Regions from separate parts of the Mus musculus genome. Here region 1 is linked to region 2. The links are chromatin contacts, called in public HiChIP or PLAC-seq maps. All regions are on one chromosome and are shown on one strand. Each heading gives the region's core, a stretch centred on a gene start, on an enhancer-like site or on the middle of the called end of the contact. The rest is flanking DNA. Distances are from core to core; before and after follow the strand shown.

What was found. HiChIP or PLAC-seq counts read pairs in DNA pulled down with a chosen protein or histone mark.
Region 1: a contact with region 2 is called in a CTCF HiChIP or PLAC-seq map of the NIH/3T3 cell line, with 30 read pairs. The contact joins two enhancer-like sites. A contact is called at or near these places in 2 of 15 datasets of contacts at CTCF or cohesin (both in the NIH/3T3 cell line), 14 of 484 Hi-C or Micro-C datasets (the 3T3-L1 cell line, the C2C12 cell line, Th1 cells and 5 more), 5 of 115 datasets of contacts at active chromatin or transcription factors (the NIH/3T3 cell line, embryonic fibroblasts, fibro-adipogenic progenitors and 2 more) and 1 of 9 other capture datasets (embryonic stem cells).

The regions. Positions count from the first base shown.
Region 1 is chr2:27,857,006-27,861,515 of GRCm38.p6, forward strand. No RefSeq gene overlaps it. Among named protein-coding and RNA genes, the nearest start is that of Gm39777, 21 kb to the left of the region's middle. Within about 2 kb of position 1,721, at least 111 of the 459 cell types and tissues checked have an H3K27ac peak or open chromatin away from gene starts, as enhancers often do. A contact at or near this core is called in the C2C12 cell line, the NIH/3T3 cell line, embryonic fibroblasts and 4 more, where this site is marked.
Region 2 is chr2:27,773,042-27,777,464 of GRCm38.p6, forward strand. No RefSeq gene overlaps it. Among named protein-coding and RNA genes, the nearest start is that of Gm39777, 63 kb to the right of the region's middle. Within about 2 kb of position 1,585, at least 91 of the 459 cell types and tissues checked have an H3K27ac peak or open chromatin away from gene starts, as enhancers often do. A contact at or near this core is called in the C2C12 cell line, the NIH/3T3 cell line, embryonic fibroblasts and 4 more, where this site is marked.

The DNA of each region.
Region 1 (4,510 bases), core at 471-2,970, 84 kb after region 2:
CCTGCCTCCAGGATCTGCTTTGTGGAGGCATTTCCTCAGAGAAACAGAAAAGCAACCTAGCAAGCGGTGGCTGTACAGACTGGGAATGTAGTAACTGCCGTGGGATAGATCGCTTAAAACAGGTCATTTATGAGATCGAACTTCACCTCAATAAACATTTTAAACCAAATGAAATAAGCCACAAGGACACAATGAGCCAACATGGCTCAAATTAAAAACAACTGACAAACCAGAAGTCAGAGGCGATGTGAGCTGCTGAACTCCCTCCCTGTGGGGTGGGGAGAGGAGGTCTGCCACCCCTGACTCTAAGCTGAGAGTACACAAACTCTGTGATGTTGCAACTTGGCTCCTTGAGAGCTTGGGTGGAGAGTGGGTAAGGGGTCCTTCCACACAAGAAAGACACAGGTAATAGGCGTCTAGGGCCAGGGAGAGCTGTCAGGTGAACCCTGGGAGCTGTGCTGAGGAATGTATATGAAGGGGATGGGAATCCATTGCCTGTGTCACCAAGAGATTACCAGGGAGGGTGTCGGTGACAGCAGAGAACAACCCAGAGGAGAGGCATTGCTGAACCTTCTCAAGAAGGTCTTCGGAAGGGGAGGAGGTCTCAGAACCTAATAGGGACCCAAAGAGCCAGCTATGTGACAATTCTGAGGGGACCAGAGATGTGCAGGGCAAAGCTCACCCTCCTACCAGTCACATTTGCCACATTCTGTTTTCTGATGCTTAGATGTTTCAAGGATTCTGATATCCCAAGAGGCTAATTCCTGAAGACAGCCAGGGGCGGCTTGCCTGTGAACACACCTTCTAAGACACATGCCAATCACCAAGGCTCTATAGCCCCACCTACCTTCCCCAGAGAACAACCACAACCACTCTCCAGGTGATACTTTCTGGGACACCCCTCCTACAGCTCAGCATCCTCTAGTTATCAGCCACAGGGAAGCCTCCCTTGGCCCTTCCTGCAGAAACCACAGTGAAGCCGCCCCCCACCCCCACCTTGCTGCTCCCCACCCCCTGCTGCTTCCTAAAAGTCCCAACCCTTTCTGGAGTGTGTGGTTCTGTGCAGCCCCTCATCACATCCTTGTGAGCACTCAGCCTAGGACCCGCCAACACTATGCAGAGGAACCTCAGGCCTAGCACAAACAGACTCCTTTTTGGAATTTTTTGGGACAAGGAATAAAGGACTCTGGATAGTAACAGTGTCTAACCTGGTGTCTTCTGGTATGAACTGGTCATTTTTGCCAGAATATCAGTATAGTCACTAGGGTATCAAACTAGAAGAGGCATTTGTGAGTTCTGGAGTCCCGGATCATCCATCATCAGCCACCCCTCCCCCCCAGCAGAGCAGACCTATGGTAGAATAGCCATGGGCAGTCACTGGTTTAGCGAACAACAAGGCAACGCTGTGCCATGACCCCTTGATCGCAGGCTGCCCTCTCCTGTGAACGACTCACAGTCTGAAATGGGCTATTTTTATCTGCTCCTCAGGGCAGATCCAGCAAGATGCCTCGCTGGCAGGAAGCCGCTGCTGCTCAACAGTCTCCCCGTTGCTCCAGCGGAGCCGGGCTCTTAGAACAAGATGGAACTTTCTTCATCTTCTATGTCCTCTGATTCAATCAGGCCCTGCCTGCCCTCCCTGGGCCCCCTCTGGTGGGGAGGGACCTGAGCCTCCTCCCCTGCTGCTGCTGTGGCCACATGTGCAATGCCAGCCCCCCACCTGCTCTGACTCAGCCTGAAAACATTCTCTGGGGAAGCTTCTACCCCTCCCTGCCTGGGCCCCAGTTTCCCAGGCTTAGGCATTGCACAAGCAATTGCAATGCCTGGATCTGGGCTCAGGGCTCTGGTGTGAGGGCCAGACATACAAAGCAGACAGTGCTAGGACCAAGAGGAGCCACAGTGAGCCAACTGATCAGAGGGGCTCTGGGAGTCCTCCTAAAACCTACCCTGGGTCGCCATTGCAGCCAGCTATACCAAGGGCCTGTCTGAAAGCAGTGGCTACTCTGTAACTGCCCTCAGAGTAGGGAGAGAGATCTGGTTGCCCGGGGGCAGGGAGGGGGGTACGGGAAAGCCATGTCCAGTTCCCTCCTGATCTCCCAAGGCAGGGGAATGAGCATCCAGAGGGTGGGACAGAAATTGGCCATGAGAGGAGACAGAGGGAAACCCTGTTGCCACTGCTTCCTGCAGCCTTACAGCACCCCAATCCATCTCTTCAGAGATGTCTTCAGATGCCCTTCAAAGGCCACCCCTCTTCCTCTCTGAGTTTATTCTCAATGCTGCAGACTGTAGCCATCCTGGTGCTTGGCTCACATTAGTCTGAGCTCTGCCTGCACAGAAATGGAGCCTGTGTGCATTCCTCAGTTTCTCTATCTACAGGCAGAGGTGGGCTAGGCCCTTACTTGGGGAGTCTCTGTTGGTACTGAGCTCCTGCTGAAATCTTGGGGGGTGCAAGGTTTAATTATGGCCATGGAACCTGCCATCCTTTTCTTCCCAGGAAGGGACCAGCTTCTCTGATTCCAGATGAAGCCTGGGGCATAAGCCCAGTGATGTCTTCCCATCTCCCCCATGACAGGCCTGCTCTACAGGTGTCTTCCAGTTCTCTCCTCTGTCCCAGTGCAAGGAAGGAAATGTAAACTCTTCTGTCCCCAAACCCGCTCTTACCAAATGAAGTCACAGCAACAAGTGGCCTTCCAGTCCTTCTTTGCCTGTGGCCCCAACCTCTCACACTGCTGGTGGGTAAGCAGAGCAGGCCTGTCCTGGCTTTGAGGTGAAGGGTCTCTGTGCAGGTGAGCTATTCGACTAGCTGGAGGACACTGTACGTGGGTGCACAGCCGACCATCAGTCTGCATACTCCATCATGACCATGTGTGCACGTTATGCTTTCGCTCGCAGGCAGCATGCTGGCATGGTGGAATCCGCTCTGGCAGGTCCTCACAGGATGGGCTCTGAGGGAAAGTGCAGAGAACATGAGGCCCTGGAAGAGCTGAGACTACTCTGTCTGTGGCTCCTAGCCTGGTTATTCCATGGAGTCTGTGATTGTCATTAGCCTGCTGGTTTTCCAACCAAGGGATATTGCCAGCTTGTTTACTGGCTTTCTGGATGGAGCAGTCTGAAGCCTCCATGACACACATTTTCCATAGGAAGGGGTCTCCAGCTTCCAAGGGATGTAGTCCGTGGGTCTGAGTGATATACTCCAGCCTAGACTGAGTCCCGGGTGTCAAACCTTCTGATGTTTCCAGAGAGAAGGCAGGGTCTATTCTACAACACCCCGAACACAGGCTTCCCCAGGATCTGACACACTGCTAGGGCTCCAAGTCAGCTTGTGCTGTTGTCTGGGTGGGGGAAGAGCAGAAAGGAGACACACACAGAGACTCAGGGGTGGTGGCTGAGGACACCATGTCCATACCAGGTGAAAATAACATTCTCTGATGCCCTCAATTGTCTTTTCATAAACGTGTTAGGGACAGAGGGTCTCTGCCTTTGCCATGTGACAGCCTCACTGCCTTCTTTCTTTGTGAAGCATGTCTGTCAGTTGTCCCCAACCTGTCAGAGTTCAGCCAACACCTATTGAGAGGCAGGAAGGACAGGGCCACAGACCACAGAGTCCAAGCAGGAGGAAGGTCTCTGCCCTTCCCCATCCCGCAGATAGTCTATGGACCCATCCACCTTCCCCTCAGATGTAGACACTGTCCCTGAACTACGAATGGGGACCATCATGTCATAATATATGTGAGGTCCTAGAGTGGACTATACCATGTCACCCATCCTTGGACCTGTTGACAGGTCTTCCATTAAGTTCACTGACGTGGATGAATGGGTCCCCATGGAGGGTCAGCCCAGTCTCCCTTGGCTACAAGGCCTGCATAGTGCATTCCAGCCCCCACACTCTCTGCAAGGTCCCCATGGCCTTGAGATTGGGTGGGCAGATGCGGTACCTTCCCTTCCCATAAGAACCATTTCCACCTCTGTGCCATAGCAATAGCCACCCTCACCCTGGGGGCAAAGGCTGCAGCAGAAGAGTGTGTGGCAGTGAGAAGGACCAGCATGGCACTCCCAGCAGTGAGGCGCTCTGACATGGTTAATGTTTGGTGCCCAGCATGGCCACGCTGTGGCTAATGGATTCAGCAAGGATGTGAGCTTCTCGAGGAGGAAACATAGCAACTCAAAGTCAGGACGTGACCAAGTCAAAACTTCCAACCTCCAGGGACCAGAGAGTTCAGAGGAACATGGTACAGTGGCTGTCTTCTTTTAAAAGACACGTAAAAGCCTTTCCTTCCAACCTCATAGGATGGAGGATCAAGATCATTGATGGGGGAATGGAAAAAATGGGCCAATTTCAAGGTTTCTACCAAATGCTCAGGACAGTGGTCTCTGATATGACTTTAACGCCCGAGGGCAGCTGCCTTCTGGAAGCGCATCTCTGAAAAGTGTACCCTTGTGCAAGGAGGCCAGATATAAGACAGGAGGTCTGGAGGCCTCTGGATGAGAGGGATAGCCACTTGTCAGTCCCTGT
Region 2 (4,423 bases), core at 335-2,834:
CTGACCGTCTCGGGTCACCTCAGTGGTCCTTGCTGACAGTGTGATTTATGGTGGGGCCTTGAGCCATGCTAGGTCACTTGATCTCAGCAGAGCTGAGACCGCAATTTTCTTACATGGTGCTCAGGCAGCCCACTTCCAGTAACAACCCCCTCCCCAGTGTGGAGGCCCCATAGGCTCACCTGGCTCACTCACACACATTCAGGAGACCGTGCAGACAACACGCCTTCTCTGGATGGGAACCTGTGACAGTATAGGCCTGGCTTCTCCTGGGCTCTGTCCTCTCTGCTGGTGTCTGCATGCATCCTGTCCCTAAGCAAGCCCCAAGCGTTAGGAGAGCTGCCGGGAGCTCCAAGGCTCTCAACACATCCCTGGATCTGAGGTGGCCTTGGAGACCCAAAGCTTCAGGACTAGCATTTCAGTTGAGTGGTTGGGAGGGCAGGAGACAGGGAGGTGTCGTGGGTCATTCTGTAATAGCCTGGGGCTCATAGGTCTTGCCTTACAGTTTATTGATTCCTTTCCTAGCTTGCTGACCCCTTGATGGCCTCAACTCCCTCTCTCTCTGACTACTTGGGTCAGCACTCCAGGGCAGGAATATACTGGGTAGGGCCAGCATCTCTTAAGATAGCATTGAGGCTTAGTGTTTTGTGGGGCAGTAGAAGCTGGCCACTGCTCCCAGAAAGGCTTCCTTGACATCCAGGAATGGTGGAACATAGCATGTGCCCCTGTGGACAGCTCTCCCATAGTGCCTGTGGCCTAGTAGTTCCAGGTCCAGCCCTGAGCCTTGGGCATAGCTCTTCAGTAAGGGATGCCTGTCCCTGTGTGCTCCTGTGTGGCCCTGTGTGGCCCTTGCTTGCTTTGGAGCCTCTGATGATTGTCCTGCAAAGCTGTAGAGTCCATCCCCTCTTTCCTCTGCTCCAGTGTCTACCTGACCAGGGACTGTGTCTGTCTCCAGGTGGTCTCATCCAGGTGAGGTGAACCCAGCTGCCAGCTCAGACGAAGACTGATCTCAATGAAAGCTCTAGCCACCGCCTTCATAGCATGGAGACCCTAGCTACATGTGTAGTTGGCCCGATGCCAGGTCAGTCTGAACGTGGGCCTGATCTCGACCACAGTGCCTTGGTCTCTACTCAGCCACAGTCTGGCTGAGGCCTCCCCATCTGAGCCAGAGGCAGTGTGAACCCCTCAGCCCCTCAGCCATGTCCTCAGGATCCTAGGCATGGGGTGAAGAAGACATGGACTTTGAAGGGTGTCTGATGTGCCTGATTCTTTGAGTATGGCCACTCCCCCGCCCGCCAGGCCTGTAGACGTGGCTGCCCCCACACTGCCACGTCGCTACTTCCACCCCAGCCGGCAGGAAGCTGCTCACTCTCGCTCCCTCTTTGTAAATTTTTGGAGGGTTGTTGTTGCAGGGAACATCTGGATGGGGCCCAAGGAACATAATAAAAAGGAGAGAGGCCTGGGGAGGAGCGGGGGCTGGAGGTCGGAAAAACCATCTGACTTCGCTTTGCGGAGACAGCTGCAATTATGCTGCCGAGGCTTTTGCAGCCGCTTCAGACCACGCCGCTGACGTCAGTGGGAAACTATGAAGCTCGCCATGGTTTGGTGACACAGAACATGAGATACATCCCAAGCTCCCTCCTAGCCCTGCTTGGAGTGGGATGGCGGATGGGTTTCCCCGGAAGTGCATAGTCCAGGGTCTCTCTAGGGAATAACCGGGCTCTCCCATCCAGGCCTTCCATGTGACAGGAGGCTGAGCACAGAGCTTCATCCCATGCTTACATTGCTAGCTCCATGGAGAGAGGCACCCTGGCCTTTTCTCCAGCAAGCTCTGTCATCCCTCCATCACCCCCCAGGGCCTGACAAGGGACATGGCCATCAGGGTGTCCTTCTTTCGGTGTCCTCCAGCTCCGGCAACTTTTCGATGCTTCCTGTGGTTTTATAGGGCTGGCTGTCAGTGCCTCTCATGGTGTCCTCGATCTTGGCCACTCGCTGTGTACTATGGGGAGGAATGCAGCTCGGACCATCCTTCTGTCCCTCCTGAGCCAGAACAATCCTGAGCTAGGTAGGTGCCTTGCCCCTGTGGTCTTTGTTGTACGAGGAGGTATTGCAAAGATTTCAGGGTCTCCAGGGACACTGGTACATGCAATAGGTCCAGCCCTCCAGGAGGGGTCCACAGCCTCCCTGCTAGGCCTGTGCACTTTCTGCCATTGCAGTCAGGCTCCTCTAGGTTGGAAAGGCTTGCCGCTCGTGAGGACGTGCGGGACATACGTGTTGCCGTCTTTGTACATGGTACAGACATAGGTCTGACAAAACAGCCTCATATTGGTTTTGAAAATGTGGCATAAAATTAAATCTGATGGAGCTGCCTGCTGCCCGCTGCACAGGGAAACAGTGTGAGTGTCTGTGGAAGGCTGTGCTTGGGGACCCAGCCCTGCAGGGCTCAGGCCCTACAGCTCTACCGGGTTGAACAAACCTGTGGCTTCTTAGGGTCCTGTGAGCCATCCCACAGCTTGAAGGTACACTTTATAGGTGGGGAGCTCAGGTCATATCATTTGTCACTGGACTTAGGTTGGCTGGGCCTCTGCCAGGAAGAGAGGCCTAGGTCCTAAAGGCTATGTAGCTGACCTTAGGGCCCTGCTTAGAGAAGCCCTCGCTTTGACAGGAGCCAGGGCCCAAGCAATCTGACAAGAAGCCATCTGGCAGCAGGGATCCCTGAGTCACAGCTGGGATGTGAGCCCCTGGGAGGCCTGAAGACATTTTTTTCCCCCTGTGGAAATAGCTGTGGGCTCCTGAACTGACCCCTCCCGCTGCCTTTGGGGGCCCTGGGGTTGAGCAATACTGTTGTTCACCACTAGTGGGGCTGACCACCTTTGTGGGACTTTCAGTCGGCCTGAGCTGAAGCCAGAGCATCACTCTGTGGCAGACAGCTGGACTTGGGCCTAGTCGTGTCTCAGCGAGGGCTTCTCCTTGGAGCCTCTGTTCTGGTCCCTGTCTGATAGAGCCTCCTGGGCAGGCGACATGGTGGCCATCTTAGACAGGCATACAAGAAGATTAACCTGGCTGAAGTTGTCTCTTGTGACCTGCTCAAGGAAAGGGAAGGGCTGGTAGGCCTTAGGCAGTTGTGTTTGTTCTCCTGAGGCTGGGAAGTGATGTCTGCTGCCTGATGCGACTGCTGGACACGGGGAGCAACTGCTCTGAAAAATTCCCCAATGAAGTCCTTCCCCTGGTTGCCCATTTTTGTGGGAGGCACCTATCTGCCTTGTGTCCCCATTAGGTCTCTGCGGGGGTTCCTGAGTGGTCAGTAAGATTTCTCTGGTGTGCTGGAAGACCTCTGTGTCTCCCAGGGTTAACTGCACATGTACGTAGGGTGATGCTGAGGTTGTAATAGGGGCTTGCGAAGATCAGGAATCTGCAGGAGGGCTGAGACTCACTCCCATCCCACAAGAGGCTGCTCCAGGCTTCAGGTACCCATGGAAGCCGTGACCACAGGAGAGGAAAACTTAAAAGGGAGTTGGTCTCTGCAGCTACCACCAAGGCGAACCCTGCTCCAAGAAGTCCACCAAGGCTGACCCTGTCAGGCCCAACTTCCTCCTTTGCAGGATTCTGCCCAATTCAGCAGTCCCTGTAGACCACAGGGACTGATGGGTGTCCTGCTAACACAGGCACCACACACTGGGTGTAGTTAGCTCTACACTCTGCGTACAGTTGTGACAATGACTTTGGGTCTCCTGCAGTGATTTGGGGCTCACCGCTCACCCCACTTTTGAGAATATCCTTCAGAAAGTAGGGCATGGATCAGAATCAAGTCTGAACCCAGAGCTAGGTCCTAACTTTGGCCCTTAGGAGCAAGGACGTCAGAAATTTGCTCATAGACTTCGGTGATCCTATTGACCCTTCATGAAGGTCTTAAGTTCTGAACTTCCCAGGTCCCCATCTGAGAGATCTGCTGAATGACAGATGAGATGCTGAGAGGCCCATGGAGGAAAGGTACCCACTGAGGGTCGCATAGCTGGCTAATGGTAGTGGCAGTGTCTTGACACAAACTCAGACAGACTTTCATCTGGCTTCTTAGCCTGGTGGAATTAGCACAAACCATGTTGGAGTGTGTATGTGTGTGTGTTTGAGTGTTAGTGTGTGAGTGTGCATATGTGTGAGTGTGTATTTGAGTGTGAGTGTGTGTGAGTGTATGAGTGTGCATATGTGAGTGTGCATGTGTGAGTGTATGTGTGTTTAAGAGTGAATGTTGACTGTGTGCGCGTGTGTGTAAGTGTGTATGTTTGTGTGTGTGTGTGTATGTGTGTGTGTGTGTGTGTGTGTGTGTGTGTGTGTGTGTAGAGGCCTTCTGGAGCTGAGTCCTTAAAAGGCAGCCTTTCTGTAACTTTGTGTTCAATCCTTCCAGAATCTTCCAGCATTCATCAGATAC